Linked DNA regions of Oryctolagus cuniculus: region 2 is linked to region 1. The links are chromatin contacts, called in public Micro-C maps. All regions are on one chromosome and are shown on one strand. Each heading gives the region's core, a stretch centred on a gene start, on an enhancer-like site or on the middle of the called end of the contact. The rest is flanking DNA. Distances are from core to core; before and after follow the strand shown. Region 1 overlaps BCL2L14 (BCL2 like 14). Region 2 has its middle 33 kb from the start of LRP6.

Region 1 (5,221 bases), core at 2,222-4,721:
GGAGTAGGACAGTCCCTCCTGGAAGTTACTCATCAAACCCGAGTCCTTCTTCAGCTGCATAGAAGAAGAAGAACATTCAGAAGAATAGCTTGGCCCCGTGGGGTAGATGAAGGCCACTCTCAGATCACGTGTGGGCCACTAGAGCACCCGTGGAAAAGCCTGGGGTTCTAGTCTTTTTTTTTTTTACTTTTATTTAATGAATATAAATTTCCAAAGTACAGCTTATGGAGTACAATGGCTTCCCCCCCATACTTCCCTCCCACCCACAACCCTCCCCCTTCCCTCTTCCTCCCCCTTTCCATTCACATCAAGATTCATTTTCAATTCTCTTTATATACAGAAGATCAGTTTAGCATATATTAAGTAAAGATTTCAACAGTTTGCTGGGGTTCTAGTCTTAACCATGCACGACATCCTGCGGCACCAGCCTGTGCATCTACCTGCTCTGGGAATTCACTGGGATAAATACATGGTACCATTGAACAGTCTGTTCATTCGTCACTCAACACATGTTTCCTGGGCACTTGCGATGGGCAGTTCTTCAGGTCCTCACTCAAGGTGCCCCAAGTCAGGTGAAAGTTGTAGAACAATGCCAGGTGTGTGGCTGGGGGTAGTGTAACAACCTAAAGCTTGGAAATCTTGGCTCACACCTATCTTCCTTCCTACTAGCTGTGTGAGCTTGGGGAAATTGCTTAGCCTCTGGGGCTCAGTACTGTCATCTCTAGATGGCACCTGTTGACTTAGATCTCAGCCTAATGTTGGACATGGAGGAGGTACTCTGGAAATGTCAGTCTTTTTGCAGGACACTGGGGGTTGGGGCTGGGGGAGGTCAGGAAAGACTCCCTGAAGTGCATAGGTTCACCTTTTAAAAGAACAAATCCATTGATTTCTTTCCCATTATGTTCTACCCAATCAATTTTATCTCCAACCACTTCCTTAGACCTGGTGTCTTTACCTGCTTTGGACTACCTGCTTTACTTTTAAGAAAACCAATACTTCCTCTGCTCCTTTTGAAACATCAGGCCTTGTCATCAAGTCACATGAAGAGGCTTTAGAAAACTCGTAGAAAATTTGCATTGTCTTTTAATTCCTTTCTCACTGAAGGCCACGCTTGCAATGTCTGTTAATGTCAAGGATCCTATGTGAAATCAGAAGCTTCCTAGGGCGAAAGGTCTAAAGGTTTGTTTGAAAAATCCCTTAAGGGCCGGCGCCGTGGCTCAATAGGCTAATCCTCCACCTTGCGGCGCCGGCACACCGGGTTCTAGTCCCGGTCGGGGCGCCGGATTCTGTCCCGGTTGCCCCTCTTCCAGGCCAGCTCTCTGCTATGGCCAGGGAGTGCAGTGGAGGATGGCCCAGGTGCTTGGGCCCTGCACCCCATGGGAGACCAGGATAAGCACCTGGCTCCTGGCTCCTGCCATCGGATCAGCGCGGTGCGCCGGCTGCAGCGGCGGCCATTGGAGGGTGAACCAACGGCAAAGGAAGACCTTTCTCTCTCTGTCTCTCTCTCTCACTGTCCACTCTGCCTGTCAAAAATAAAAAAAAAAAAAAAGAAAAATCCCTTAAGTTCTGTCCGTGAGGAATTATAAGCTAAGCAGGTGTTCAACAAATACTGTTTCTAAGAGGGATATTTGGAAGATCACTTAGATGTTATGTGAAATTTTGGTGGAGCCATGTCCTTTATCTGAACCACACTCACCCCCCAACATTGGGTGACAAGGATCCTGTGTAATTTACAAATCTGAAGCAGGAATGACAGCTTCTTCCGCACCCAGACAGGACTTCTCTTTGCCAGTGTCCAGCTAAAGAAGGCTGGCTCCAGACCTTAGTAGGTGTCTGGACATCTGGATCCTACCAGAAGAGTCAAAGAATCAAACACCAGTGGTGGGTGTTTGGCATAGTGGTGAAGACACTGCTTAGGATGCCAATAACTCATATCAAAGTGCCTAGATTTGAGTCCTGGCTCTGCTCCAGGTCCCAACTTCCTGTTCATGTGTTCCCTCGGACACAGCAGTGATGGCTCAAGTACTTGGGCCCCTGCTACCCACATGGCAGACCTGAATGGAATCCTCAGCTCCTGACTTTGGCCTGGCCCAGCCCTAGCTATTGCTAGAATCTGGTGAGTGACCCAGTGGATGAAAGATCTCTATCTTTCAAATAAATGAAACTAAATTAACAACAATAATAAAAAGAATTAAATGTCAACAGAAACACCTTGCACAGAGCACCTCCCCTTCCCCACTCTCCTTGCCCTTCCCTTGCAGTTACACAGCTTTTTGTCCTCTCTGGCAGGTGCAGGATGGGCCACTGTGTGCTCTTGGCAGTGGGTGGCTTTGTAGCACTCCATGGCTGTGGCCTGGCTCTCTCCCCAGCATTGCTTTCCCAGACTGCAGGGCACTCACCACCCACTCAGTGCAAGATCAGCCCTATCGTGTGTGCCTACCAGACTCTTCTGGATGAGTGTGTAGCGAGAATAACCTGGTAGCCGTCTCTCTGAATAATGTAACTATCACCTGAAGTCATTAGGAGAGTGCGTCAGGCACGGCAAGGTTGCTGAGAGTGGCGGTTTGGGGTAAAAAGGAAAGCATCTCTCTTCACAACCCAGGGGGCGGCCCTCACTCCACCTCCTGACCTCCGTGACCTCTGGAGGCTCCTCAAGTCACCACGCAGGGAGGCTGGGAAGGAAGGTGCCATGACAGCCACAGAACCTTAGAGCTGGTGAAGAACCGATGCCCTCAAAGGTGTGGGCACTGAACTAAAGTGTGGGTGCTGAGCTGCTCGCTGGTTGCTGACATCTCACAATTCTGGCAACAGAAAGACCCTTTCTCTGCAGGGCCTGCAGGGCCAGAAAGTTGATTCTTACGATGGGAAGAAAGCAGTTGTCCCACAACTTCCATGGTGCTGGTTCTGGAGATACGCAAGTGGCCCTTAAATCCGGGTCATGTGCTGTTTCCTGGTGGCTCTGCCCCGCTCCGCACCCTCCACTCATACACCCCCTTCTCTTGTCTTTAGCCTAATATTCCTGGTTTTCTCCCCATTTCTCCTTCTGTGCCGTCTCTGAGGCCCTCCCTGCTCCTGGAGACCGTGCCCTGAGTGCACTCCTGACAGAGCTGTTGAGAGGAGCCGTGAGCACACTGCGCCAGGAGAGAGAGGCTGCCCAGCTCCTGTGTGAGCCCTGGGGGCCCGACTCCCTCTCCATGGGGACTGGCAACACAAGGACAGGATTCCGTGAGCCAGACCCTGATTGGTGGGCCCTCGAGGTGACTCCGTGGTCTGTGGGGGAGGGACACAGAGGAGTCGGTGTTCAGAAGCAGAGAGGCCCCTCTGACTACCCCGTGTGCTTGCTCGCCAGCTCTTACCTACAGGCAGCTCTGGCACATGTTCCTGATTAGAAAGATTGGTCTCAACTTCTCAAGTCCACAATTCTCCAAGTAACACAAACCCGCCTCCCTGGTCCAATTGCTCAACCACACCTCGAGCAGAGTCTGGCAACTCCAAGGAGGGAGGGAGATTTCGAAAAGGGCTCCAGCCTCTGGCAAGTGTGCGTCTCAGAAATCCAGGCAGAGCAGACGCGAGAGTCTCAACTTTGCTGTGGATCAGTTACACGGGGAAGGAGCTGAACAATTCTACTCAGCACATTTTAATTTACTGGCATCTTTCCTTGCAATAATAAACTTGCGTACTTAGTTTCCAAAAATTCCAAAAAGGCTCCAGAAGGGTTACTTGTGCTTTCCAAAGTAATTCATTGTTGAGATGCTGCCAGCGTGAAGAATTTGGGCTCCAAGGGAAATAAAACTTAGGCCCAAGTGGAAACTAGAACTTTGAAAAGAGTCAGTTACAACCTGGAGTGCAATTCCGTTCTCGTGCACTATTGCATGGGCACAGAAAGCAATCACAGGAGTTGAACAAGTTTCATACCTCTTTTTCCAACTGATCTCCTGAATATTTCAGAAGCTCGACAAGCTTGGCTATTATTTGGTCTTCTTCATCTGAAGGAAGAAATTCCAGTTATTTCTCTTTAGAGAGGCAAAAAATAATAATCATCATCTTAAGTTTCTGCACTGGCAATGCTTGTGGCTTGGTGAGGGAATAAAGAAAAGACATGCTTTCTCACTCTTTGCAATCAAGCCTTACCTTACCTCTTCCGATCAGACCGAACCATTCGGCTACTTCCCCTGCGTTCCCTCATTTCCCTTTTTCCTCCTCTTTGCTCGGCCCCCCAGTTTTCACCATGACGCTCGTCATGGTTTTTGCCAAGAGAATGTTGTGGAAAGCCTCAGTCCTTCTCCCCGTAATCCAGTTTATGAAGATGGGAGAAATTCCCTGTGGGTTTTAGACTTTTCCCCAGTAGTAGGCACCTTTTCCTTGGACGCTATATTGGATTAGATTGCTCACTTTGTGTTAGCTGCTTGAAAGTACTGAGCCGAGAGGGAGAACGGTCTCTCTGGCCTGCATCTTGAGAATCAACCTCACTCCTAAGTTGGTTTTATTTTCACATTTTGGGGTTTTTTTTACATTATCTTTCACATTTGAATTATTTTATCTGGTTAAAATTTATTCTTCATAGGTCATGTCTACATAATAAGATGAGGTATAAACAAATTAATACAATTCCCCACCCCATGCAGGCAGATAGTGACATGGCTATCATTGGCTTGTGATGTATCTGTTGGAATGGGTGAGGTAGACTATGATTTTTCTTGTCTCAAAACTTGTTAACAACTGGGACAGGTGTTTGGCCTAGAAGTTAAAATACATGCATCCCAAACCAGAGTAGCTAGGTTCCAGGTCCAGTTTCTGGCTCCTGCTGTCAGTGCAGCGGGGGATGGGAGGCAGCAGGTGATGGCTCAAGTAACTAAATTCCTGCCAGCCACATGGGAGACCAGAATTGAGTTCCTGGCTCCTGGCTTCAGCCTGGTCCAGCCCTGGATGTTTTGAGCATTTGGGGAGTAAACCAGTGGATGGGAGCATTCTTCCTCTCTCTGTCTCTCAAATAAATAAAAATGAATAATTATAAAAATAACTTGTTAACAACTAAGCATGATGAGAGTGGTATTGCTACAGAACATACTCCAGAGAAAAGCCAGTTACTGAGAGAATGCTGCTTCTTACTTCTGGTAGTCTCTGGAGCCATAGGGCCCTCGTGCTTGTCCCAGATAAGAAGACAAAGGAGGCCCGGCATTGGTGCAACAAGTCCCAGTGTGTTCCAAACCCAGAGGCGGAT
Region 2 (5,432 bases), core at 2,378-4,877, 230 kb before region 1:
CCCTAGGCGCTCTCAGAAGAGGGCGTGTCCTCCCAGATTTCTGACAGGTCTCTTGACTTAGACCCTTGGCAAAACATTTCCCCTGGAGCCTTCCATCATGTTGGTGTCTCTGTTATACTGTTAGGCTGTGATATGTGAGACAGGAACCTTTCTGTTACTCTCCCATGCTTAACAGGGTGGCACATGGAAGACACCCTAAAAATGATCCTGAGTGATTTGGAGAGCCTGTTTTTGAAGGTCACTCCCTTCAGTAATGGACAGTGATGTGATGGGTTGTGTGGGCAGCAACTTCTCCATCATGAGGAGAAATCCAATCAAGATCCCAGTTGCGTGTGTTGTTTAGGGGTACAGGATAATATCCAGGTGCCCTTTTAAAGTGTACTCCCACTTTAACTAAGACCACGTGCTGAGGGATCAGTAGACAATCATTTTCATCTTGTTTATTTCTGTCTGCCGGGCTGAGTTAATACAGTGTACTTAGCCTATAGAGAGGATGAGCTCACAGAACGTGTGTGCCCTTATAATTATTTGTGGGGAAGTTTTAATGGTGGTAATTTTTAGGGTACATTTATGGCCAAAATCAGACTCAGGATCTAAGTGATTTGTTCCCTAATTCTCACGTCAGTTAGCTAACAGTCCAAAGTAGGAGTGAGGCCTTTGGTTCAATATTCTCCCACCACACTGTGTTCCAGCGAGGCGGGGTATGACAATGCATCTGCTAACACACACCCAGGCCCTGGGGAGGGCAGAGTCTCATTTTGAGTTTCGTGGCTCATTAGGTAGTATGTCATTTAAACATTTTTTAGTAAGCACTTGTTATTTCCCTTGTTCTCAATGAGCAATGTCCATTTACATTTTTTTTTTTTTTGACAGGCAGAGTGGACAGTGAGAGAGACAGAGAGAAAGGTCTTCCTTTTCCATTGGTTTACCCAACAATGGCCGATGCGCTGCAGCCGGCACACTGTGCTGATCCGAAGGCAGGAGCCAGGTGCTTATCCTGGTCTCCCATGGGGTGCAGGGCCCAAGGACCTGGGCCATCCTCCACTGCCTTCCCGGGCCACAGCAGAGAGCTGGCCTGGAAGAGGGGCAACCGGGACAGAATCCGGCACCCTGACCGGGACTGGAACCTGGTGTGCTGGCGCCTCAGGCAGAGGATCAACCTATTGAGCCGCGCCGGCCCCATTTACATTTAAGGAAAAGAAAATGAAGATGGCATTGTGACACAGTGGGTTGAGCCCCCTCCTGCGATGGCAGCATCTCGTATCTAAGTGCCAGCTTGAGTCCCAACTACTCCCTTTAGGATTCAGCTCCCTGCTAATGCACCTTCGAAAACAGCGGAAGATGGCCCAAGTGCTTGGGCCCTTGTCAAACACGTGTGATACCCGGATGAAACTCCAGACACCTGTCTTCAGACTGTCCCAGCTCCAGCTGTTGTGGCCATTTGGGGAGTGAACCAGCAGATAGAAGATCTCTCCGTGGCCTTTCTTTCTCCCTCTCTCTGTGTCAAATAAATAAAATAAAACAAATCTTTACCAAAAAAATAAAATGAGAACACATAGGATTTGTTAAAGAGAAAATTCTGTAATTCTGATGCTTATATACATTTAATCAAGAACCAGCAGAATTGCCTGCACTTTTTTTTTTAAAAGACTTATTTATGTACTTGAGAGGCAGAGTTACAGAGAGGCAGAGGCCGAGAGAGAGAGAGAGAGAGGTCTTCCATCCGCTGGTTCATTCTCCAAATGGCCGCAATGGCCAAAGCTGGGCCAGTCCGAAGCCAGGAGCCAGGAGCTTCCTCTAAGTCTCCCACACGGGTGACAGGGGCCCAAGCACTTGGGCCATCTTCCACTACTTTCCCAGGTGAATTAGCAGGGAGCTGGATGGGAAGTGGAGCAGCCAGATTTCATATGGGATGCGTCCTGCAGAGTCCTGCAGACCGGGGTTTAACCCGCTGCACCACAGCGCCAGCCCCTGCCTGTGGTTTTGTTTTCGTCTTTTTACCTGGGTAATCTCTCTCACTGGCAGTATTAACAGTTGAGGTAAGATTCACCCTTCATCTTCCATTTCCTTTTATCTGCTGGACTCAGTTAATCTCTGACACCTGTGGCTGCAGCCCTTGCCTTGATTTCCTTCCTCTTCTTTTCCTAATTACAGTGCAGTAAAGGATAAGCAAAAGACAGCTCAGGGAGCTGAAGGACTGGTCAGACCTGGTCCTCACCTCTGCGGCCTGCTTTTTGTGCTGCGACACGTCCTGTGTCCCAGGCATTCAGGAGGCGATCCGTAAGCATTTGAGGACACTTAGGATTTGTTGAAGACTAAATGCTATCGTTCTGATGATTATAAACACTTTAACGAGAGAGTTCGCACATCTTCTAAACTCCGAACACAAGCTTTTGGCCTTTTCTTGGGATGAAAGGAAGCCAAATACAGCCAGACAAGAAGAATCCAAGCTGGACGTGAGTAGTGTGGCACAGTGGGTTAAGCCGCTGCTGGGGCTGCCGGCATCACGCTTCTGCTTCTGATTCCGGCTTCCTGTTAATGTGCATGCTGGGTGGAAGCAAGCGATTGCCCAAGTACTCGGGGCCCTGCCACCCACGGGGCAATCCAGATGGAGTTCCAGATGGCTTTGGCCTGGCCTAGCCCTGTGTGTTTTGGGCATTTGGGGAGCGACCCAGGGGGTAGAAGATTCTCTCTCCTCTCTCTCTCTCCACTCTGCCTTTCAAATAAATATTTCAAAATTCAAAAACTTCTTAAAAAGAAAGAATTGCCCACCCTAGGAGAGGGGCTCTTCCTAAGCTCAGGCCTGGGCTGCCCCTCGTCCTGCTATGCTTTTGCCTTCTGCTCAGCACCACCCTCAGCTGCTCAGGCCCTGGGAACCGCATTCCCTGGCAGCGTGCCCTCTGCTCCCAGGCATGGCTCCTGTGGCAAGTGAGGAGACCCGGGACAGGCTGACTCGGTGCCAGCTGCCATCCCCTAGCAGCTTCTCACAACCAGCTTTACCCGCACCATTCACTTATTCACCCTCATTCGTTCACTTATGCCCACAACAGGCGGGGCTGGGCCAGGCTGAAGCCAGGAGCCCAGAACTCCATCCCACATGGGTGACAGGGACCCAAGCACTTGAGCCATCACCTGCAGCCTCACTCGAACCCAAGTCCTCCAATAGGGGATGTGGGCATTCCAAGAGGTGTCTTAACTGCGGTGCCACGTGTCTGCAGAAGAGCAAAGCCCCACACTGTCACACTCGCTCGCCCCTCCCTCCACCCATACATAACTTTGGACACTGTCCCCAGTCACTACAACCGAACAAATCCTTGGCTGGATTTATGGTCTCCTCCTTCTCCCCTGCAGTGGAGAGGGAAAAAAGCCCAATATTGAGAAAAACAAGTATCAAGGGTTGATGATGTGCGCTGAACTTTAAAATGTTAAATTACGGTGAAAAATTTTTTGGAAAAGAAACTATCTTCAGAATTGTGCTACATAGTAAAGTTAATGGAGGCCATATGGTGTCTACTAAAACTTAGAAAAACAAACTAAAAACAATACTTTTGCGTCTGCCAGATTGAAATACAATCCACTTCTTAATATTCACTCAACCCAGAGTAAAATGCTTTAAAATGGTAATGATTCCAAAATACGGTGGATAAACAACAGCTCTCAGACCCAGGAGGATTTGTGTTTGCGTACACGCTCGGGGCAAGTCACTCGGCCTCCTGTTGCCTTCTCAATTTTCTCAGCTCTGCAATGGGGACATCAGAACTTCACGAGGTGTTTACGAAGCATGCTGAAAGATTGTAACGCACTTTACAAATGTTTAATAACTGATGCCTTTTCATAAACCGGCTTTGTAATGTCTTTTATTATTCATCCAGTCATGTGGAAGTAAATGAAGACAACCCGCACGAGGACAGAGGCAATTTATTTCGAGCTTGCTGTAGTAAGGGAGTCAGCCACGTCGCTAGCGTTTGGCAGAGACTCAAGGCAGATGGGGCAGTGGGAGAGCTGTGGAGAACGAAGGGGAAAAGGCTCTGGCTGGCAGGTGCTTGGTGTGGGGAAAGTGGAGCTCACCCACCAAGAAGTGGGACATGTTATGTGATTGGTGTGGGGTGCGTATCGGGCTTTTTCTTGTTGGTTCTGTGTTGGCAAGGTGGTAGGGATCCTGAGTTGGAAGCCAAAGGACTTGGCTTCCCCAGCTGCTTGCTACAGAGGCTGTGGGTCAGAGTTCTATTGCCATATATGGTCTGACCATTAGCCACTGTTTGTGCATTCAGTTGGTCATCGAGTGTGGGGAGGTAGAATTAAAGGTGGGAGGGGTCCATAAACCCCAGGAGATGAGCAGGAACCTGCCTAGGAGCCTAAGGAATACCTTGTACAGGGGTACTTGCTAAAGTTCATGGACAGTGGAATTCAAAGATGTTTCTTAAGGAGGCAGATGTTTGATCTGATGCCCTGGTGTTCTTGCCTTTTGGGAAAGCACACCCCTCATCTCAAGGTACTTGGGTTTGAGTCCTGGCTCCACCTTCTATTCTGGCTTCCTGTTAAGGCACACCATGAGAGACAGCAGGTGATGGCTTCAGTACTTGTGTCCCTTGGACCTGGCATTGTAGAGCAGCAGGTTAAAATGCTGCCTGCAGTGCTAGTATCCCATATGGGTGCTGGATTGAGTTCCGACTGCTCCATCCAGCTCCCTGCTAATGCTTCTGGGAAGGCAGCAGAAGATGGCCCAAGTACTTGGGTCCCTGCCACCTTTGTGGGAGACCCAGACTGAATTCCTCATTCCTAGCTTTGGCCAGGCTGTTGTGGGCATTTGAGGAATGAATCAGCAGATGGGATCTTTCTGTCTCTCCATCTCTCTGCCTTTCAAATAAGTGAAGAATAAATAAATGAAAATGTTTAAAAACATTTATTTAAGTGCAAAAGAATTTTGAAACCCACACATAGTTTTTTCACAACACACATTCCCTGCTAACTTTTTGGAGTCCCCTAGCATGCATGGATTTCAAATTTTTTTGCACCAAAATACACTTCTCTTCTAACTCCATTTCCACAAGCTGTTTGAAGTACCCTCTTATTTATCACACCTTTTAAACCATTTTAGAAGGAGTCATTTTACTAGCTATAATTCACCAATTTCACTCTCTTGACTCAAGGGACACACCACTGACCCAGCTTTTGGGGCCACTGGGATTGGGAAAGGGCTCTGTGATGTGCCGGGGGAGGAGGAGGGGAGGGGAACCTGTGACAAGCTGCATCCTGTCCCAGGGTCAGTTTCCTCGTGACTAGACTGGGAGGTTCTGTCTGCCTTGCCTATCTCACTGTTTCATTTTTGAGGATAAGTGGCCTAATATTTGCAAAAGAGCCCTATCGCGTGGCTATTTAAAGCCCCACAGAGCAGGTATGTTAGAAGTGTGCTAAGGAAGAGAGTGAGTCGG

What was found. Hi-C and Micro-C count contacts between places; a contact is called where the count stands out from the background.
Region 2: a contact with region 1 is called in a Micro-C map of ear pinna, with 2.7 times the contacts expected there. The contact joins two enhancer-like sites. A contact is called at or near these places in 6 of 6 Hi-C or Micro-C datasets (ear pinna, embryonic fibroblasts, liver and 3 more).

The regions. Positions count from the first base shown.
Region 1 is chr9:109,724,726-109,729,946 of mOryCun1.1, reverse strand. BCL2L14 (BCL2 like 14) reads right to left here. Exons shown (of 8, transcript XM_008259616.4): 6 at 3,916-3,986; 7 at 1-54. Among named protein-coding and RNA genes, the nearest start is that of BCL2L14, 31 kb to the right of the region's middle. Within about 2 kb of position 3,471, at least 3 of the 8 cell types and tissues checked have an H3K27ac peak or open chromatin away from gene starts, as enhancers often do. A contact at or near this core is called in ear pinna, where this site is marked.
Region 2 is chr9:109,955,001-109,960,432 of mOryCun1.1, reverse strand. No RefSeq gene overlaps it. Among named protein-coding and RNA genes, the nearest start is that of LRP6, 33 kb to the right of the region's middle. Within about 2 kb of position 3,627, at least 2 of the 8 cell types and tissues checked have an H3K27ac peak or open chromatin away from gene starts, as enhancers often do. A contact at or near this core is called in ear pinna, where this site is marked.